Regions from separate parts of the Mus musculus genome. Here all the other regions are linked to region 2. Evidence: chromatin contacts called from public Hi-C and HiChIP or PLAC-seq data. All regions are on one chromosome and are shown on one strand. The core of a region is the stretch at or near the end of the contact, and the rest is flanking DNA. Distances in the headings are between cores, read along the strand shown. Region 1 holds the start of Tmem42 (transmembrane protein 42). Region 2 holds the start of Higd1a (HIG1 domain family, member 1A). Region 3 holds the start of Rpl14 (ribosomal protein L14). Region 4 holds the start of Kif15 (kinesin family member 15).

The links. Hi-C and Micro-C count contacts between places; a contact is called where the count stands out from the background. HiChIP or PLAC-seq counts read pairs in DNA pulled down with a chosen protein or histone mark.
Region 1: an H3K27ac HiChIP or PLAC-seq map of extraembryonic endoderm stem cells shows a contact between it and region 2, with 6 times the contacts expected there. The contact joins the promoter of Tmem42 here to the promoter of Higd1a in region 2. A contact is called at or near these places in 1 of 39 promoter capture datasets (embryonic stem cells), 1 of 484 Hi-C or Micro-C datasets (embryonic stem cells) and 2 of 115 datasets of contacts at active chromatin or transcription factors (embryonic stem cells and extraembryonic endoderm stem cells).
Region 3: a Hi-C map of muscle stem cells shows a contact between it and region 2, with 7 times the contacts expected there. The contact joins the promoter of Rpl14 here to the promoter of Higd1a in region 2. A contact is called at or near these places in 6 of 39 promoter capture datasets (the 3T3-L1 cell line, the HPC-7 cell line, erythroid cells and 2 more), 2 of 484 Hi-C or Micro-C datasets (CD4 T cells and muscle stem cells), 2 of 115 datasets of contacts at active chromatin or transcription factors (astrocytes and embryonic forebrain) and 1 of 9 other capture datasets (adipose tissue).
Region 4: an H3K27ac HiChIP or PLAC-seq map of embryonic stem cells shows a contact between it and region 2, with 7 times the contacts expected there. The contact joins the promoter of Kif15 here to the promoter of Higd1a in region 2. A contact is called at or near these places in 1 of 39 promoter capture datasets (stem cell-derived epiblast-like cells), 1 of 484 Hi-C or Micro-C datasets (erythroblasts) and 3 of 115 datasets of contacts at active chromatin or transcription factors (embryonic stem cells and extraembryonic endoderm stem cells).

What each region holds. Positions count from the first base shown.
Region 1 is chr9:123,019,558-123,025,206 of GRCm38.p6, reverse strand. Tmem42 (transmembrane protein 42) reads right to left here and starts at 3,881. Exons shown (of 3, transcript NM_025339.4): 1 at 3,637-3,881; 2 at 2,895-3,041; 3 at 1,716-2,368. The coding sequence starts at 3,828. The coding sequence ends at 2,234.
Region 2 is chr9:121,854,196-121,859,492 of GRCm38.p6, reverse strand. It overlaps Higd1a (HIG1 domain family, member 1A), which reads left to right and starts at 1,697. Exons shown (of 4, transcript NM_019814.5): 1 at 1,697-1,981. Gm47112 (predicted gene, 47112) reads right to left here and starts at 1,746. Exons shown (of 1, transcript NR_168944.1): 1 at 285-1,746.
Region 3 is chr9:120,569,054-120,573,976 of GRCm38.p6, reverse strand. It overlaps Rpl14 (ribosomal protein L14), which reads right to left and starts at 2,460. Exons shown (of 6, transcript NM_025974.2): 1 at 2,436-2,460; 2 at 1,780-1,881; 3 at 1,115-1,209; 4 at 302-401; 5 at 160-213. The coding sequence starts at 2,438.
Region 4 is chr9:122,947,952-122,953,541 of GRCm38.p6, reverse strand. Kif15 (kinesin family member 15) reads right to left here and starts at 2,461. Exons shown (of 35, transcript NM_010620.1): 1 at 2,390-2,461. The coding sequence starts at 2,408. It overlaps 1110059G10Rik (RIKEN cDNA 1110059G10 gene), which reads left to right and starts at 2,542. Exons shown (of 3, transcript NM_025419.4): 1 at 2,542-2,737; 2 at 4,473-4,617; 3 at 5,434-5,590. The coding sequence starts at 2,630.

The DNA of each region.
Region 1 (5,649 bases), core at 2,632-5,131, 1.2 Mb before region 2:
TAGGGTTAATGCAGAGGCATACCTCGCTGCTTTCCAGAAAACGATTCATCCTCTGTAGACAAATGTTTTGATCCTGTGGTTTTCTGTCTCTGTGGAGTTAATACCGAGCACCTCTATGCACTTCACAGGTCCCGGTGAAGGCAGAGGCCCCCAAGGACAGTGCCTGGGTCAAGATGGACTTCTGACCTGCATGATGGTTTGCCCAGACAGACCCTACTGGTGGCTCTCAGCAACCTTCAATGCTTGTTCTTTTTGTTTTTTGTTTTAATTCATTTTATGTGTATAACTGTCTGCACATATGACTGAGTGGCATGTATGTGCCTAGTGCTAAGACAGGTCAGAAGAGGGCATCAGAGGTGATAGAACTACAGTTACAGATGGTTGTGAGCCACCATGTGGGTGTGAGATATTGAAAGGCGCAGGTCCTTTGCAAAAACAGCAAGTGTTCTTAACTGCTGAGCCATCTCTCCAGTTTCTCACGCTTGGTCTTGATTAGTGCCTGGCCCACATGGGAACCCACCTTGTGGGGCCTTGGATGGATTTCTTCTTCCTCAGAGGTAGAATGAAGGGATTAACATAGACCATCACATGGAACATGGCGCCCTCACAGACAAGGAAGTGGCTAGTGACAAGAGGGTTTTGAGACTTGGTACAATGTGGGACAGTTTCTTTAGTGTCTCTGGCCTTGATTTGCTGCTGTGAGAGTGAGGCAGTGATCAGTGATGAGGATTAAGAAGGAGGCTTAGGGCTGGAGAGATGGCTCAGTGATTAAGAGCTCCGACTGCTCTTCTGAAGGTCATGAGTTGAAATCCCAGCAACCACATGATGACTCACAACCATCCATAATGAAACCTGATGCTCTCTTGTGCTGTGTCTGAAGACAGCTACAGTGTACTTACATATAATAAGTAAATACATCTTAAAAAAAAAAAGAGAAAAAGAATGAGGCTTAGAGAAAGAAGGCAGGGCTGAAAGTCGCCCTAGCACTTGGGAGGCAGAGGCAGGCAGATTTCTGAGTTTGAGGCCAGCCTGATCTACAAAGTGAGTTCCAGGACAGCCAGGGCTACACAGAGAAACCCTGTCTTGAAAAACCAAAAAAAAAAAAAGAAAAAAGAAAAAGGAATGAGGCTTAGAGAAAGAAGGCAGGGCTGACTATCGCTCTAGCACTTGTTAGCTGAGTGTTGGACAAGTCACTCCACTGGCCCCCGAGACTTGGTTTCACCTAAAACATCTTCCTCATGGAGTGGTCAGGATGGTTTTGGTTTTTTGTTTGTTTGTTTTTGTCCTGAACCCCTTGAGAGTTTAAAGGAGTTTAGACCTAGGAGCAGAGACTGTTGCCAGGAGCGGGGCAAGTAAGAGAGTGCGGGGCAGAGGGGAGGGCAAACACAGAAGCACACAGCACAGAAGCACACAGCGGAACCGGACCTTACGGACCTGCAAACCTTCCCATGCTAGCTGTTTGGCGGGGATTCAAGTATGTAGGGACAGAGGAGATATGAAGAGAGGAACTACTGTAGGAGTGTGAGAGGTTTGGTCGCAGTTAGCAGAAGCAGTGGATCTGTGTCGGCAAGCTCTTCCTGTCACCTGTCCAGATGAATATGGAGAAAATCTCCATTTGTACTCACTACCCCACTACCCCAATTCTGAGAACTCACCTACCTGGGTGCAGGCCCTTACCTCCACGTTGGAAAAAAACCCTCAAATTCCATATCCAGTAGCTTTAGCTTACAAGTGTTTATTAGCCCACGTTCCCTTCTTTTGCTGTGGATTCATAGGCATCACGGACCACCTGAGGCATGACACATCAAGTTGTTTTTTTTTTGTTGTTTGTTTGTTTGTTTTTTCAGAAAGCCAACTGCCAGTGCTGGGGTACATGAAGGGCAGGATTCTAATCACATGTTTTTTGTTTTTTTCAGGTACCTGCCATGTTGCTGTGTAACCCATGATCACAGAGTCTTCCAATATTCCCTGGTGCACAAGAATCAAGGCACTATACCAACACTGAAGGACTTGGGCCTCATACTGTGGTGGTTAGCTTCCCCTTACAGGAGCTAATGCTTTAACTTTCCAGGCTGTGAGGAGGTCAGAGGCCAGTGGCTGGTCCACCATCTCCATGTGGCTGACACTTAAGGGCTGCACTCCCAGGCCGCCCTGGAAGCAGCCCAACTTGTCAACCCTTGGCTGGGTATCATGGTTCTCTTTACAGTGGGTCTGGTCTATCCACCGACTGGCCTCACTGCTCCTTGCTCTCCTTCCAGGTGGGTGGAAACTTCCTGTGGATCAGGGTGAGCCCACAGAGGATGAGGAACACCCCTCCCCACCATAAGATCTCCTGGCACTCTCCATACAGCAGGTAGCCTAAGATGGCCTGTGGAAGAGACAGCTGTAAGGGACCTGGCCTACCCTGGTAGGCTCCACCATTCCTTGGCTGATTTCTTCCTGAGGGGCTAGAGGCCAAAGTCTGGTGCTTTGCATCCAGCAACCACCTTCATGATCAATCCACGTATTTCTGTCTCCTCTGTGGACGTAAGAGGTTACCACCCCAGCTGAGCACTGAGGCTCAGCAGGCTAGCAGGTAGGGCCAGTACGGACATAGCTAGTACCCAGTAATCATAAACCCAAGTTAAGCTGTCTTCCAATTCAAGACTGGGTTCCCTTGACCAGACCCCCTAGACCCCATAGCTAATGTTAGAGTTCTTGATTGAGATAGCTGGTGTTATCCCAGAGTGACATAGGTTTCACTCCTAAGTTTTCCATGTTTAACTGTTCCTTGCCTGGAGACAGCCCAACTTTTGTTTTACTCCCTGTCCTTTCTAGAGCCTGGAAAATCAGGGGTTTCCCAAGGACAACTAACTCACCAAGAACCCTAAGAACAAGGTCACCAGGCTACTCACCGAGCAAAGTATGTTCGAGAAAGTCACTGTGACAGATGCAATGGCTGAAGACATAGAGAAACTGAGGCCCCGGCTAAAGAAGGTCCACATCAGAGAATTGGCGCTTGCCATGGCAACGATGCCTAAGACACATAAGCCAATATTGACCTGCAGGAGAAAGTGTCACTGAGCTACAACCACCATGGGCATAACCTTGAAAGACTGGGAGATGTTTACACGTCTCATACAAAGCATATGCGGACCCTGACTGATAGGCAGAGGAATTTGCCTGCAGACAGGGGGCAGGGTTATCTTCCACGAAGACCTCAAATTTCTTGTAGCTGAGTAGCCTTCTGGAAAGATATGACTTTACAAAAGGACTGTAAGTCGCCAGAAATCTATATCAAGCAGTCCCCTGTTCAGGTCAGGATCGAATTCTCTGATGCAGAAGCTCCGCAGGCGCTCAGTCCGAACTCTTGCCAAGGACAGGAAGAGATGGGCAACCGGTTATCTCACCTTAGGTGTCACGTGCTAAAAAAGCTATGGCAAGGGGACTTAAACTGAGAGGTGGGCTTCGAGGTCCTCCCCCAGGAGGCAGTGCCTAAAACCAGGTGGTCCAACATGGGCGCAGGCGGGAACCCAGGTTAAGCCGCCCTCCTCCCCGCCCCGCCCCGCCCTCCCCCGCCCCGCCCTCCCCCCGCCCCGCCCTCCCCCCGCCCCGCCCTCCCCCCGCCCCGCCCCCGCGTGGCGCCCCGGGCTGCACCTGGCTCCCGAAGGCCAGCTTGGCGGCGGCGGCGGCCAGAGCCCCGAACGCCCCGGCGCACAGACAGTTGAACACGCCCCAGAAGCGGCGCCGCATCGCGCCTTTCTGTAGGCGAGCGGGTAACTCCACGGGTGAGTCAGGGTAAGCGGCCGCAGACACGGCGGCACCCGAGGACTGCGGACCGGCCGCCATGAGGCCCGCTGCGCCCGCCACGGCCGACTGCCACGCACGCCGCCACCCGCCGTGAGCCCGGCTAGGGCGGAGCCAGGCGAGTGAGGCGAATCTGCTGCAGTGGAGTCCGGAGCCGAGCCGAGCCGAGCCTACAAATGAAAGGAATCTGGAGCCCATACCCTGCAGCGTGTGCAAACCCGCGACTAAGGAGAGCCTGCGGCTCCGGCGAACCTGGGGGATGGGAATCCGGTAGCGAGGACCGTGCGCCACTGAAGGAAGCGTGCTACCGAGAGGTACCTACTGTGAGAGAGGAATCTGCTGACGTGAACTTGGGGAGGAGGGGAGTTTATCTCCGAGGAGAACCTGCGGCGGAAGTAACCTTGTTTCTGAAAGAGCCCTGCAGTCAAGGGGAACCTGCTTCTGAGAAGACGGGGAGGTCTGCCACTTTACATGGATGCGCACCTAACATGCTAATCCTGAAGCCAAGCTGCACCTTCAAAGCACCTCTGCTCCCTCGTGGACGCAGGAGATGATGGATCTGGAGACCGGCCGCTTGAGACAGAACGTTGTTTGGGAAAACGTTTGTTCTGCCTGGACCATCAGAAGCACAGTCACTTCTAAGTTCGTGTAAAGTAATTGAGAACGACAAAAAAATTGAAAAAACAACCAAAAAAAAAAAAAACCCAAACAAACCGTAAAATGTCATCTACTGTCGGTAATTCCAGATGCTTAGGATGCTGAGGCAGTTAATGGTCATCCTGAGCAACTTAGGGAGACATTGTCTCACTTGAGAGGGCTGGCAGCCAGGCATGGTGGCACACACCCGTAATCCTAGCACTTCTGAAGCTGAGGTAGAATTACTGAGTTTGAGGCCAGCCTGACCAACAGAGAGGTACTAAGCAAGCCAAGGACTTTTTGAGACTCTCAAAAAGTTTTTGTTTTTGTAATAAAGGAGAGTTGGGGTTATAGCTCAGTGCTTCCATAATACATGAAAAATCCTGAATTCAGTCAATGGCAGTGTGTATGGATATATGTTAGGGATACATTTCCTTAAAGGAGAGCTGTAGAAGTGTATAACGTGAGCTAAGTGTGGTGGTTGGTACACATGAGGAAGCAGAGGCAAGTGGATCTCTGTGAGTCCGAGAACAGCCTGCTCTAAATAGCTCTACATAGCCAGGGCTACACAGCAAAACTTGTTTTGTTGATATATAAAATACAAATAATATTTAATGTATGGGGCTTGGAAGAAACACTTTATTCCCTGTTAAAGAGCTTTTTCATGGACATTCTTACATGCTACCTTGCTTCTCATGCGGGTGGTTTTGTGGATGAAATAAAAGGATGGATTACTGGGGTTTGGAGAGATTGCTTAGCAGTTAGGCAGCTTGCAACCTTCCCACAAGTGCCTCCCAACCTCATACCTCCAGGGGTTCCACTATTTTCTGGCCTCCAAAGGCACCTATCCTCATGTACATATATATACACCTGAACACAGATACACATTAATACATAAAATTAAATTTTAAATAAAAAGAATAGATTATCCCAATTAGTCCTATGTGGTATAAACCACTCCAATTTGCAGATAAGGAAGTTGAGACTCAAGGGTACTCACTGTACTATTCCACTTAATAATGGAGATAGTGTGTGGCAACAACTGATAGGAGAAGCTAAAACAAATCTAAGCTGCATCTGTCAAAGACTTTATCCCACGGATTATAAAGGTAATTAACAGAAATGACCTTCATGTTCTGGCAGAGTAAGGTAAGTAAGTAAGACAACTAATTCACACATCTTATGCATGCTCTGTAGAGAAAAAGTGGGCAACAGTGTATTGTCTAG
Region 2 (5,297 bases), core at 448-2,947:
ATGTCCAACATCTGGTGGTTATCTACTTACCCAGGTAAGCATCCTGCCTTAGCAAGAGATTTTAGAAATTGAACAAAGTGTTGGTGTAGAAAACAGTTACTCCAGGCAAGGCTCAGTCAGCCTCAGCAGAAACTCAGAGCAGGGCACTGCCGATCTCCTATGGAACATGCTTTCTCTAGTCAGGTCTTTCTTCGTTTACCACCACTGACTCCTGCTCAGCAAAGCTGTGTTTAGCACACCCATACAAAGAACATACTTTCAAAGACACAAAGCTGCCACATATCCAAGGTATGGAAAGCTTTATTTCATTTTTGTTCTTTGAACCAGGGCTTCTCTGTGTAGTCCTGGCTGTCCTGGAACTTGTACTGTAGACAAGGAAGGACTTGAACTCTGAGATCCACCTGCCTCCCTCCTAAATACTAGGATTAAAGGTGTGCACCACCATAAAAGTTTTATTTTAAAAATATGTGTATCTTGCCTGCATGTATACATGTATGTGCATCATATATACATGCCTGGTGCCTGAAGCAGTCAAAAGAGGGTTTGAGTTCCACTGAGTTGGGATGGTTGGGAGCCTCACGTTGAGTGTCAGGAACTGAACCTGGATCCTCTTGTAAGAAGAGTAACAAGTGCCTTTAAATCACTGGGACAACTCTCCAGCCACAGGCATAGAGTTTTATCATGTATAACATGGAATGTTTCCTACATATGACTTAACTCAAATAATTTTTAACCTGTGTTTGATCCTTGGAACCTGTGGGCAAAGGAAACAACAGGTCCCTTCATGTTGTCCTCTGCTCTCCACACATTTGCCATAGCACATGTGCCCCTCCCCACAATAAATAAAATGGTAATACAAAATTTTAATATTCAGTCATGACACCTGTTATGTAGTTATTGGAAGGTGGCTCATAAGACTACACCAGCCTTCAGGAAATTCAAGAAACGTATTGAGGGCCCAACAAGATGGTTCACTGGGTAAAGGCCACCAAATCCCACAATCAGAGTTCTAGCCCCAGGGTCCAGACATTAGGAGGTGACTGGTGAAGGTTGTCCTCTGACCTCAGCAAATGTTCACACAAGTAAATGTAATAAAATTAGTTTACAAAGAAAAGAAACATTGAGGTATGGGGAAGTTAGAAAGTTAGCCGATTCACTGTGGTTCCTCTTGCCAGTTTATATAATCGGTGCACAAAGGGGGAAGAAGCCCTCTGCAGAGCTGCCTCTGGCGGGGCAAGGGGTGGGCAGGGTAGACAAGACGGAATCCTTTCTCTTGTCCGTGGTTGGTGCTCTATTCGGGGTGAGGAGACAATTGTTCCTCTCCCTGAAGTCACTCAAAGTTGAGTACCTACCAGTAGCCTACCTCTCTCAGAGGCCGCCATGTTCTGCTACGCTGAGAGTCTTGGACAGACACGTCCCATAGTGGGGCTGTCGGTGTCTGCCATCCCCGGAGCCCACACGAAGCCCCGCCCCGGAAGCTGCCTGCCCCATCAGACTCCTCCCCAGGCATGTGTGAGGTCACTGCTCTCCGGCCACCACCAGCTCCGGGGAGGGACCCAAAGGCGCCCCGACGGCGCATGCTCCCGCTCGGGCGGGCCGCTCGGCTCACCTAAGCCGGTCTAGCCTGCGTGCGTGGCGTTCGCGGAGCCCAGCGAACCGGTCGCGAGAACCTCGAGGCAATTGGGGTTGGGAGGCAGCGGCCGCCAGGCGGCACCGCGCCAGCACTGCCGCCCAGGCCTCACGTCTGACACGAACAGCGCGCGCCGCCACGAACCGGGCCGGCCCCCCAGCCAATGGGCGCCGCGCTACAAGTGACCACGCCCACCGCCCCTCGCACGTAAAGGGAGTCTCTGGCCCGGCCTCGCCGGCTGCTGGCTTCTGATTGGCTGGGGCGAGCAGTGGCCGCAGCAGGCGAAGCCGGTGTTCTCGCACTCGGGTGGCGGCCAGAAACCGGCAGGACTGGAAGGGACCCCGCGTCTCGGTGAGTGAAGCGGGAGCCGGGCGGGAGGCGAGGGCTGCGGGGCGGGGGGTCCCTCGGGTGGGCGGAGGACTTGGGGTCCCCGTCGGCCAGTGCATGTGGAGCCGGAGGAAGGAGGCCGGAGCTTCTGGAGCGGATCGTGGCCGAGGGAACGAGAGTCGCGGAGGAGGCAACGATGGCAAACGGGGACCGGGCTGGTGCCAGCTTCGGGGATCCCGGGAGCAGTGGGAGGAGAGGGAGAGGGAGCGCGATCGCACGGGTCTAGGAGTCTGGACAAGGTCACAAGAAGGTGGGAGGTGAGGCAGGGCGCAGCGCTCGGGCACCTCGGCCTGGCCTTCCCGGGCGCCACCCGGGGTTTGCGCAGACCTTACGTGACCCTGTGTCACCGGATGGAGGAGGGAAGGCTGTGGCGGAATGCGAATGCCCCTGACAAGGGAACGGGGTGCAGAGATCACAAAAGCACGACTAAGGTTCAGGTGTGCCAGCCGTCCGGGTGACTCGATTCTGTTCTCTGCTTCCCTCGTTTATTCCTGGGGTGGAAAGCAGTCCTCTCTTTGAGGGGGTGATCCCTACCCGGGAATCTGCTTCCCGGACTACTGAGGCCCCCTGCAAATTGACAGTTTGGATGCAAATTCTTGACAGGTTCAAAAGGTTCTCGGTGCTCCTGGAATGTGCTAGAAGGTCTTCTCTGCACAGTATAACTTGAAAGGGCTTCTTAAGATACAAATCCTAGTGTTGTGCCCCTGGCCGTTTGAATCACAATCTCAGAGAAGCCATTTTGCACAAGCTGACAGGTAACTTAGGCAAAATCAGAATTTAAAATTTACTATTTTAGGTAATAGTTCTTAGGACCAAAGGGACATGCTGGGAAGAGTCTTCAGCTGTTATATCACCTGATGCCCAACCATTTTCTTATTTACCTCTTCTAGGTTGCCATGCCTTTGGAAAAGTGTGTCAGTAGTTATGCCTGGCCTTACAGAATAATGTGCTCAGCAAACTAAGTTTGAATATCTGGTTATTGCTGACTTAAAAATAAAAATATGTTCTACTTTCTGACAGATATAGGTCAGTCATTGGGTGAGTGAGATAATAAAAAAAAATCTAGTGGGAAAAAATCTTTTTAACTTGGAATTGAAATTGTTAGATAATTTAACTGAAGAGAGAATAGCCCATTTAACTATAGGTGTAATGTACACAGTTTTTACAGTTCAAAGACAGTATGAATTTTTATATTTTCAGTTCAGATTTACACCTGTAACATAAAAATGTTCATTTAACAATAAATAAATTGTCAAACAAAACTGTGGACTGTATGTGGGGAGTCAGATTGTAATCCTACCTTCCAGAAATATATTCCTGGTGTGGAACAATCCACATGACCCTTATATTATGGTCATATAATTCAAACTCATTTATCCACCTGTAAAATAAGGATATTGATCATCATCTCTTACTTAATTTCTTACACTTAAGTTATGATTTGAGCTTATTGACCGTGAGTTTTAAAGCATGTCCTTTCCTTTTCACCTAAGTGGCTATATTTCATAAATACTACCACCACTACCACCTCTTCCTTCTCTTCTTCTTCCTCCTCCTCTTCCAGCATGGTTTTGCTGTGTAGCCCAGGCTAGCTTCAAACTTGAGATCTCCTGCTTCCCGTAGTCTGATACTGACATTACATGCAATTTCCACCACAGCACACTCTTCAGTTTCCTCATCTTTTTGTAGCCCTTTCTGGTAGCCAAATGCATATATAATTGGTACAAATTCGTACCTTTGCATTGGAGTAAATGCCTTATCCACTGGGTCATATAATTACAGTTCTATCCATGTGGCTTTCTTTGTGCTCCAGACTCATCTTCAGCTTCTTGCCTGACATCTGCCCTGTCATGCCTGATGGGCGTCTTTTGTAAATTTGATTTCATTATTTTTGTTGTTGTCTTGAGACAGAGTGTTGCTTTGCAGCCTAGGCTAGCTTTGCACTCCTGATCCTCTCCCCTCTTGAGGGCTGAAATTATAGGCACATATCACCACTCTGGCTATCATTAGTCCCCTAAAAGAAATAATGGCTACATGATGCGCCCCAATTCTTAACCGCATTATGAAATTAACAACATTCTGAAAGTGAGGTCAAATGCCCCACCCATTCCAGCTTGATAATCTATATCACATACTCGTGATGAAGGGAAGGGATGGGTGTCTTCTGTTCTTTTATATACAGTAAAGAAATAGTTCTCTCTCCCTCCCCCTCCCCCTCCCCCTTTTGCTCCATGAACCCACTGGACAATACACATAACCACCTAGGAAATGGGGAAAAGATGCCAGCCATGGTTTGTTTCCTTATTTATGGTGTGTTTGTTGACAATGCTGGGGATCTAACCTGTGACCTCAAGCAAGCTTAGCAAGTGCTCTGTCACTGAGCTGTGTCCCCAGCACAATAGAGGTGCCTCTCTCATGATGAGTTCAGGAGGCATAAACACAAAGGGAGATTTGTTTTGTTTTATATTTTCGAGATAGAGTCCCTCTATTATGTAGCTCTGGCTGTCCTGGAACACAGAGATCCATCTGCCTCTACCTCTTGAGTGCTGGGATTAAAGATGTGTATTACCCTCCCCAACCACAAAGGGATGTTTTTAAAGTAGATTGTAGTCTGATAATTTTTGTCACTTGTAACTTCAAGGAATCAAGACCCACTCAGGATATTTTCTCATTTTCATAGATGCTGTGTAAGAACAATAAAAGGAAATGGGCATAGGTGTGTGCAGCTTGGTGGTCTCACATTGCCTGATCAAACTCTGAAAGTACTCTACTCACTATGTGCAGGCCATGGGGATGTATGCAAGAGGGCAGGTCTGCACCCCAGCTTCAGGAACTCACACAGGTGTTTGTCAGTGTTCTGTAGGAGGGCGTAACCAAAGAGGACCTCCCAGAGGAGGCCAATTCAGGCACAGACCTGCAAAACCAAGAGTTAACTGGGGAAAATTGAAGTAGAGAGGCAAAGGGGAGCTGTTGCGACAGAGCACTCAGCTCTGTAAATGCTTTGAGCTGGCCTGGAACTCAAGATCCTTCTCCTTCAGACTCTGAGTGCTGGTTTTACAGCCATGTGCACCGCACCTAGTCAGTATTTGTTTTATTTTGTAAATGTAATCACATCCTGAACCTTGAGCTTACCAAGCTTTGTATGTACAAAGCTTAGTAAGATGTAATGTGTTAGGAAGTATTGGGAGTACAAGAAAAGGGAAAGTCTTAGCCCTAATCTGAATATTCTAGCTAGCTAAGTCTTCTTCTCTGTTAAGGATAGTATTTACTCCTTAGGGAG
Region 3 (4,923 bases), core at 1,211-3,710, 1.3 Mb after region 2:
TTTGGTCATTAAGCCAGCTACTTTTACCCTGAGCAATCTTGCTGGCCCTAACCTATCAAGAGCTATAAACATCAATTACACACAACACCACAAAATAGGGACTGGCTACTCTTCCCTCATTACCCTACAGCCAATATAAATGTACATCTGAAGACTTACCATTTTCTTTGCCTTCATGACCTTGAAACGATCAAAGTCTGTCATCTTGGCTTTCTGTTAAAAGAAAAACAAAACTCAACTGATCTCCCCTGACATCTCAAGCACATCCCGCCCTCCAGAACTCAAAGCTTTGTGCCTTTACCCTTTCTCTGGCATCAATTTTCTTGGCCCATCTTGTGGCTGCCCATTTCGTATTGATATCCGCCTTCTCCCAAGCTTTTCGGACATACTTCTGGCGGGCACTATGAAGATCAAGTCACATATTACTCAATCAGCTTTATGGTAGGTCATGTCAAAAAAATATTTCAAAGTACACTTACCACTGCTCACACGTGTGCATAAAACCATGTCCCTTTGTAAATAACAAAAGCTGCTCCTTACACCTGCTATATTTTGCACATTAACTTGGCTAAGTTTCTTAACCACTAAAAACTTCTGCGCTTCGGTGAACCCTAGATTCACCTGTAGTCACTCCGGTACATGGTGACCATAACCACTCCACCAGCACCCCTCAGTTGGCATCTGTCTCAGAGACCACCCAGGTTAAATCCACTCTGTGGTGGCTCATTACAGCAGGTGCTTCATTGTACCAATCATTGCTGATGACAACCACACAGTGCTGCAGGACAGTCTTAATCTGCACCCCTCTAAAACACAACAAACCCCATCACTAAGGTGACTCAGACCAGAAGACTGCAAATTTGGGGCCAATTTGGATATATGAGAGCAGACATTTTCACGGAACTTATTGTGTGTGTGTGTGTGTGGGGGGGGGGGAGACACGGGACCCAAACAGGAACTTCATAATGGCAAAACGACCTGGGCAATTTTAAGTCAGTAAGTCTGTTTGTTAGATATAGGCCCCTTTCCTTGGTTGGCTCCAAACCATCTGTATTATCCGTGTATATATAGACTGTGGCACCAAACTGAAAAGCAACTTAGAACAAGGTGTTACCTGTGTGGGAACTTGAGGATGAAGTCAGTGAGCTGCATGCATTTGAAGGGCATGGCCTGCCTCCTCACCCGAGTACAGGGTCCATCCACTAAAGCCTAGGATACAAAATCAAGGACCTCAGACAGGCATCTAAAGTTCAAGATGGCTGTAACCTCTACGTAATTTCTAGCCCTTTCTGGACGAAATGTACATTACCATTCAAATGAAGAAAATGCACGTTTGTGAACCCAGTATCCTAAAAGCCTCCACTGTGGTATTTTCAGACAAGGTCAAGCAGCCCAGGCTAGTGGCAAACTCCTGCTTCTCCTACCTTATCCTCCCAGAGCCTGAGGTAGCAGGAGCCACATCTATCTTTAGAATCCAGGGACTCTAGCAAGCACTCTACCAACAGAGCCGCACCTCCAGCTCACTGAAGTCTTCTCAGTTACCTCATTTAAACTCACCTGCATTTGCCTGCCTCGTTTACCCGGTGAATTAGTGCTGTAAGATGAGCTAACTCTACCCAGTGCTTCAAACTCCGTGGCCAGTGTTTCCTCAATGGTAAACCTGTAATCTAAAGAACTCCACCCAAGGACCACTCTAGCTACCCTGAGTAACATCTACGGTGCTGTCGATCTTACGGCCACGTTAAATAAAGATTGTAAAATACTCCGTCCCACACGTACCCTGTTCTGATCAATGACATCTACAATTGCGACCAGCTTTCCAGCATGGGGCCCGAAGGAAATGTAGGCCACCCGGCCAACCTCCACGTAACGCCTGAACACCTAAAACAGGAAAAGAAACAAGGGTTGGCTTTAAATATTCCAAGTCCGCTGCTTACCGGCAACACAGGGCTCGGGGCCGCCCTGGGAGACGAGTTTGAACTTAGTAGCCAGCATTTTTTAACTTCAAGTATCCCGTGGCCACTTTCCCAGCACACGAGCTCCCTGGATCCGCTCTTACCCATGTTTGATACTCCTTTAGTTCTCATACAATTAATTCATCGTTCAATCCACTGAACCACTCCCCGGTTCGCTTTTTCCGGAGAAAAAGAACTGAAGGGAGCTCATGAGGAGCCAGGCCGCCGGGCAGGTCCGAGGCCGCAGCAGCGCCGCCATCCCCGGACCTCAGGCCCAGCCACTCCCGCCACTGCGCACGCGTGGCCCCGGTAGTGCGGTCCACGCGAGCCGCGCTCCCTGCGGGCTGGGTTCCACGCCCCGCTGCCTCCCCACGCGCTGGCCGGGTCGCGCAGAGCCACTCCACGCCGGGGCTCCCCCGCCCGGGGCAGAAGACGGGCGTCGCGACGGCCGCACTCGGAGCTCTCGGCACACACACTCACCATGTTGGCGGCGCTCAGCGAGAAGAGAGAGGGCCCGCCCTGCCGTGCGCATGTGTCGGCAGAAGCCCCGCCCCCGACGTCCAGCGTGCCCACCGATTGGTCGACGGGGAAACGTGCGTGCTTTTACGCATGCTCACTGGGTTATGACATGGCGGTTCCGGCTCTCTATGGACTGCTTCTCCTCAGACACGTGCAGTGAGCTTGGCGTTGTAATTTCTCCTTTCTATTTTGTTTGGGTTTGGGATTTTGGGGACAAGGCCTTTTAGTGTAGGCCTTCCACACTGTATAATCCAAGCAGGCTCGCTCGCAGCAATGCTCCTGCCTCAGTCTCCCAAATGTTGGCATGACAGGGCGGTCACTCCTGAGAACTTTAGGGATAGGAAGGACTCATAGGATGAACTGTCTGTCCCCAGCCCACTTCCCTTTTCTTCTGTATACACAGGATATAATTAAGACACAGCCGAGGGTGCTGGCGCTCGCCCTTAATCCCAGCCCTCGGGAGGCAGAGGCGGAAGCAAATCTGGATTTAAGGCCGCTTCCCCTACCAAGGAGACATACTGAGACATTGTCTTAAAAGTCCAAAGACACAGGGCTGGAGAGATGACTCAGCTGTTAAGAGCACTGACTGCGCTTCCAGAGGTCCTGAGTTCAAATCCCAACAATCATATGGTGGCTCACAACCATCTGTAGTGAGATCTGACGCCCTCTTCTGGGGTGTCTGAAGACAGCTACAGTGTACTTACATATAATAAATAGGCCGGGGGGTGGGGGGAGGCGGGCGGGGGAAAGGGAATATATTTCACAGATATGCCTCTTATGGAGGCATTCCTCCAAGTGGGGCTCCCTCCTCCCAGAGGACCCTAGCTGTGTCAAGTAAACAAGAGCAAAGGAGCACACTGGGTGCCTTCCTCAGTCACTCTTCTTCCGGTCTTTATGAGACAGCCTCTCACTGAACCCAGAGTTTGCCAGTTCAGATAGGCATGCTGGTCACTGAGCCCCAGGGGCACACTTGTCTCTACCTCCCCAGGATGACCACTGCAGGCCATCGATCCTAACTCTTCCTAACTCTTCATGTGTGTGATGGGGATCCAAATTCAGGCCTTTACAACATTAAGCACTTTACATACTCTTTTATGTGTGTGGAGGAATAGTCCCCTTGGAGGCCATTAAAGCTAGAGCTATGAATGAGCTGGAAACAGAACTCAAGAAAGCATTCAACTGCTAGTCATCTCTGTGGCTCTGAACGAACCCCATTTCAGACATTTTATTTTATTTTATTTTATTTTATTTTATTTTATTTTATGTGTATGGGTGTTTGTGAGCACCAAGCGCAAACAAACTTAGTACCTGCAGAGGCCAGGAGAGGGCATCACATCCTCTGGAACAGGAGTTAACAGAAGATTATGAGCTGCCAGCCTCTCTCAATAAATTCCTCATCCTAACGAGTCTGCTTTTGCTGAAGAGTGAAGCGGTACTGAGTGAGGAATCCCAAGGAAAAGCTCTCAGTCAGGACAGATGCCGAGAGCTCAGTGAAAAGATGTTCCAGACAAGAGGGACGGAGAATCCTTGCCACCTGCAACTCATGCACTCGGCCGGCGGGTCCTGGAGAGCTCGGTCCTGGAAAGCTTCACTGCCGGGAGCTTGGGGGATGAGACAGGAACCAACCAGCAGTGGACTCGGGAGTGTGGCAGAGCAGGGAAGAGTTTTCCTGGGGCACGTGGGAACCAGGATTCAAACCCCAAACTACCAAAATGAATACACTTAAAGTCAATCACAGTGGTTCAGGGAAAGAAAAAAGTTCACCTGTTGTTCTTAAACATGCAGCTCTTATATTTCCTTGATTTTTTTTATTATTAGGTCATTTTTTTTTTTTTTTTTGGAAAGGAAGCCTTAGATGAAACCTCAAATTCACAAGTAAAAATATTGCATATAAGCCATGTGCAGTGGTGCATGGCTATAATCCCAGCACGCAGCAGGCTTGGGTAGAAAGTGCCAAGAGCTTGAGATTAGCCTGGCATACATAGTAAGCACCAGCCGGGCCACATGGCAAAACTTTCTCAAATGAAAACAAAGTATGGAGCCGGGCGTGGTGGCACACGCCTTTAATCCCAGCACTCAGGAGGCAGAGGCAGGCAGATCTCTGAGTTCGAGGCCAGCCTGGTCTACAGAGTGTGTTCCAAGACAGCCCGGGCTACACAGAGAAACCCTGTCTCATAAAACAAAAAAAAAAAGAAAAGAAAACAAGTAGGGGAAGTGGCCTACTTGGTAAGGAGCTTGCCATGAGAACCTAGTTCAACTCCTGGAGCCCACATTAGGAAAAAGAAAGAAAGACAGCTAGGTGTGGTAGAATTATCTTGTAATCCCAGAGCTGGGGGTGGGGAGTGAGACAGGCCTGATTGGGCAGCACTGCAGTGAGCTGACTCAGCTCCTCCCTGGGCCCCTCTCTGGCGTTGAGATATTGGTTAGATTAACCTCTTATCTCTTTCCC
Region 4 (5,590 bases), core at 1,212-3,711, 1.1 Mb before region 2:
CCACCCCAACAGTGAAGAGTTTCAGGGAAGAGGCCTCTGGTGCATGGCTTGAAACTGACCACCTCAGAGGCAGAGGAAGGAGGATCTCAGAGTTAGAGGTCAGTCTGGTTTATAAACCAAGTACCAGGATGTCGGAAACTATGCAGAGATTTTGTCTTAAAAAACAAACAAACAAGCAAACAAACTTCAGAGAAGTAGGCAGCTCTGGTATAATTCCTGAAACCTGAAAAGATGTATTGAGAAATGCTAGGACTTGAACACAGGCATTCTGGAATTCTTATTTCCTACCATCAGCCACCTCACTATACTATCTGTTGACCCAAGGTTAAAGTATAAAGTCTTATTATGAGGCTATCATAAAGTTGTGGCTTTACAAGGAAATCCTCTGTATACATTCACTGTACATCTTTTTCAACTTTGAGGTCATTTTTGTGTCTGCCTAGAAACATGTTAAACACTATTCATAGGTGTTTTACTCATGATAATTCAACTTAGAAACCCAAGTTCAAAAAAAAAAAAGAGTGAACTAAAGGGCAATCAAAAGGAGAACAAGTTGTAACATGCTTACCTAGTACAACACTAAACAGCAGTGATAGCTGCTGCTGCCTATCATGTGCCCACAGGCACAAAGTGTCAGGACAGTTACTACAACAAGAAAAAGAATATATGTACCATGCTCATGAGCTTCAAGAATAGGTAAAACTAATCGGTGAGGGTAGAAATCAGAAGACTGGCTGAGGCCGAAGGAGTTACTGACTGACTACAAGGCTATCGCTGTCCTAGCACTTGGGAGGTGAAATCCTGAGGATCAGAAGCTCCAGGCCCTGTCTGGCTTCACAGAAACCTTAAGACGAGCCTAGATTTTAAAAAGAATTTAAGCTCTATCATGTACTAGTTTGTACGCTTAAATTCTCTTACTGCTGAAGAGGTAGAGGAGACAGGCTACTTTAAATAGAGGAAAAGATCACACAGAGCTGTTCAAATATCAGTGTAATAGACTTAAAGGGTTACTAAAACAATTCATCAGGAAACAATAACAATTGACAAAGAGCTACAAACATGAACACTATTGTAAATTTCAAATGTATAATTTCACAATTTTCTCAAGTATCTCATTTTATTCTCAAATCTTATAATCAGCCGAAAAACAAAGGAAAAAAAAAAAAACCACACATGCCAGCACCCATATTCAGAAGCTCACAACCACTCATAATGCTAGCTCTAGAGTATCCAACCACTCCACGGCCATCTTCACCCACACAAGCAACCTACACACAAACTACACTCGCAGCTGTGCACACATATACACATGCATGTGCACTCACATACACACCAATAATTAAAAATAATTTAAGAAAGATAATAGGCAATATAAGAGGTGGCACTCATATACGTTGGAAGTGGGGGATTAAATCAATCTCTTTGTGATGAAAACAGATTAATATATATATTAGTCTACTCATAATCTGCACTTCTTTTTTCTATGTTTTTTTCCTCAGCCATCAATCACAATCTAAAACAACTAAATAGAAAATTCAGAATGAAACAATTTCTAAGCCTTTTTTTTTTTTTTTTTTTAAACAAGGTCTCAATATAAAGCCTCATGCTACACAACTCTTTTTAGCCAGGTACTATAAACACTACTCTCCTAACAGTCTCAGCCATTTGTTATTAGATCAAGTGGCTATATCACAATGCTTGTGTTCAAGTGACTTTTGGATACTAACTCTGTCATACTGTCTACAGAATTTCTCTCAGCAAGTAGACACCGTAGAATCTCATAGGATAAAAGACCGGTATAATAAGACACTATGTCAAAGACTACTTTCAAATAACTATTACTGTCTATTACTATAATTGAGGCAAAGACTACTTTCAAATAACTATTACTGTCTATTACTATAATTGAGGTATTTTAGTATTAGCTAATCTTAGTACACTTAGTTTACAGAGCACATTATCTATAGGGTTCTGTACTAAGATACAGTTCTGGTTTCAGGAACTCATGAAGTCTTGCATGAAGAATGGGAACTGTTGTAAAGGGACCGTTGCAATTCGCTTTAAAGTTCCCTCCTCTGAGGGTAGGCCACCGAAGGGAACACAAATCCCTTCCCTTCAAAAAAGGCAGAAATAGGTAATCAAGCATCAAGTGCAGCGCAAGGGCCGCCCTCAGGACACCAGAAGCCAGCAAGGAAACAGCAGGGTCCCATGCACAGAGAAGAGCGCTCGGGTGTAGGGTGGCCGAGGCGGGACGCCCGCGCTCCGTGAGGAACTCGGGTTCCCACTGCGTGTGCCGTCGTCGCCCTCGCGGGGCGCCCTAAGAGGTGACGCCCCGTAGCACCGGCATCTGCCAGCGGCGATGAGTTCACCAGGCAGGCTCGCAACTTACATTTGCAGCCGGGGGCCATGGCGACCCCGTCCGAGATTCGCTTACGCCAGGACCACCAGAATCCTCCCTTCAAGATGGCCGCAGATTTGAATTTGGCGCCCCAACGGACCACGCCTCCTGGGCGTGGTCGGATGGCGTCACTAACACGGTCTACGTCAGAAGTCCGCGCGGGCGACAGACACTTTGTACCCTGCCAAGTCTGCCGAGTGCTATTTATTGTTGGTCAGAACCAGAACTACCATGAGCAAGCGGAACCAAGTGTCCTATGTGCGGCCCGCAGAGCCCGCCTTCCTGTCCCGCTTCAAAGAGAGAGTCGGCTACAAGGAGGGGCCCACCGTAGAGACCAAGGTGAGGCCGCGGGAGTCGCCCCGAGTCAGACCCTCTATCTCCACCCCACTTCCGGCTCCTCGGTGCCGACGTAACTGACAGGTCCCTCACTCGCGACCAGCCGGACCCCAGGTCTGGCCTCTCGGGTCCAGGAATTCTTACTTGCAGGGTGCTATTCTTGAAAACGACCTAGCCCTAGTAGCTAGTCTAGACAGCTTTTCTGTCCTTTCTTACTTGCGGATCTCACTTTACCTGAGCAAGGTGATTGACAGCGTCGTCCCCTTTTTCAGATAAGGAGACCGAAGCCACTTGATTAAACGACTCGAATCAGGAGTCTTTGAAGGAATCAGCCAGGACTAGTAGAACCCCTGCTGTTTACCAAGCTGTGTGTCTCAAGATAGGGAAATGAAACAGTACTTCTCAAAGGGGGTTGTCTAATGAAGGTAACATTGAAAACACAATGCGTTCTTGCTGCCGAGAAGCTATGCACAGGTCAAACAAGAGGACATGCAGTTGTGTTCAAAAGCGCATCTAGGGATTCTTTAGTTTTGAGGGCTAGCTATGTAAGAGATGGCCTGGAGCATCCTAGACACAGTTTGAGAAAAAAAGACAGACATAATGGACAGTTGAGTACTCAAACTTAGTTGTCTAGACTCTTAGAAGCTGTGAAAGTTACATGGGATAAAATATAGTAGTGGGCAAAGGCCAAGTCATGCAGGGTATTCCCCATAAGATGACTGCCCAAAATTAAATATTAGACAGTTGCTTGAAAAATGAGATAATTCTGTATTTATCTCAAAGTATGCAAAACCTTTCTTAGTTAAAAAGTAGAAATGTTTTGACTTAGCTGACAAAATATAATTGTTACATTTGTACAGTGAGTACTAGGTTTCTGTTTGATAAATTTCAAAAGTTAAACAATTATGTACAGTATTGTTTATGTACAAAACCTTTTATATAACTATTTGTGTGTCCTTGAATAGCAGCTAATAGTATCTGCTGGGCAGTGGTGGCACATGTCTTTGAATCCTAGAACTCAGAATGAAGAAGCAGGCAGATCTCTGACTTCCAGACCAGCCTGATCTACAAATGGAGTTGCAGGGCAATGAAGGCTAAACAGAGGAAACCCTGTCTTGAAAAACAAACAAAGATATCTACAAAACTGAAGCTGTTAGTATATCAAATGAGCAGAGGTAGGGGAAAATATAATTTTCCTGTTATTTTCTGTACTTTTGTGGCTTGGATGGTAAAGTCAGGTTGTTGGTGTTTTGTTGGTTTTTGTTGTTGTTGTTTTATCAAATCCAGACAAGACAGGGATGAAAAATATTGATTAGAAAAGAGGAAGCAAGATGATGTGGCACTGCCTTCAATAGTCTAGATAGAAATTAATCCCACTGGAGAAGTTTCCCAGTTTCTGTTTTCTGGTATAGTAAAAATAAACTCTTTGGAGTTTATTTTTAATTAAAATTTTATCTTCTATTCATTTCAAGGATCATTATCCATTTTGCTTTTGTTCTAGTTTTGCTTGTTTGTTTGTTTTGTTATCAAGACAGGGTTTCTCTTTGTAGTCTTGGCTGGCCTGGAAATCACTGTGTAGACCAGGCTGGCCTCAAACTCACAGAGATCGGTCTGCCTCTGCCTCCTGAGTGCTAGGATTAAAGGTATACACAACCACTGCCCAGCCCACTTCACTTTAAAAATTACAGTTGCTCACAATGGCAGTGTTTGGTTAAAGATTATCAAACATTTTCTGTAGAAAATCCAGCCTCAGCTCCCAGATGAAGATGGCAATCACAGTGACAAAGAAGATGAACAGCCTCAAGTAGTGGTTTTAAAAAAGGGAGACCTAACAGCTGAAGAGGTCATGAAAATTAAAGCAGAAATAAAGGCTGCCAAAACAGGTATATCCTAAAATAATCTGATTTTTTTAATTGAATAGAATGGTTTGAAGAAAGCCTTTGGTTCAAGCATTAGCTTTTGTACCAGATGTGTAACCTTGAGCAAGTGATTTCACTCTGTGCCTCAAGTATCACTTCAGTGAAATAGAAAATAAGTAGACTGACCTTAGTGTACTGTATAAAGTATCCTATTGCTAAAATAGGCCAACCAGTCAATAGATATCTGTGTAATTAGTGCCTGAAGTATACTGTGTTATGTATAGTACTTGGTTTTTGGAGGTTTTTTTTTTTTGGGGGGGGGGGGGTTCGAGACAGGGTTTCTCTGTGTAGCCCTGGCTGTCCTGGAACTCACTTTGTAAACCAGGCTGGCCTCGAACTTAGAAATCTGCCTGTCTCTGCCTGCTGAGTGCTGGGATTAAAGCCGTGCGCCACCACACCCGGCTTTGTATAATACTTGTATTATTCCTATTGCATTGTTTTATGGAAAAATACTGTGGTTCCAAACAATTCAAAAATACAACCTTATGAGCTGGAAATACAGCTCAATAGTAGAGCATACATGAGGTCTAAGTGCAGGCCTCTTCATCTTCACTGTAATCAGATGGGGACTAAATATTATGGAAAACTTTAGTGAGTTTTTATTGAGTGACTGCATGTGCTGGGGGGGGGGGGGTTATAACTAAAAGCAATAGAGAAGACCAGACCAAATTGATTCAAAGACATCGTTAAGTACAGAATAAGATTTTCTTGTCATTAGACTCTTTGTTAACAGCAAAATAAAGAGAAAAAAAATGCTTCAATTTATCTTTTTCATCACAGATGAAGAACCACCTCCAGCTGATGGAAGAATAGTTTATCGAAAACCAGTTAAGCGTTCCTCAGATGAAAAGTGTTCAGGTTTAACAGCAAGCTCCAAAAAGAAGAAAACCAATGAAGATGATGTAAATAAGCAAAGTTCAGTTAGAAAGAACTCACA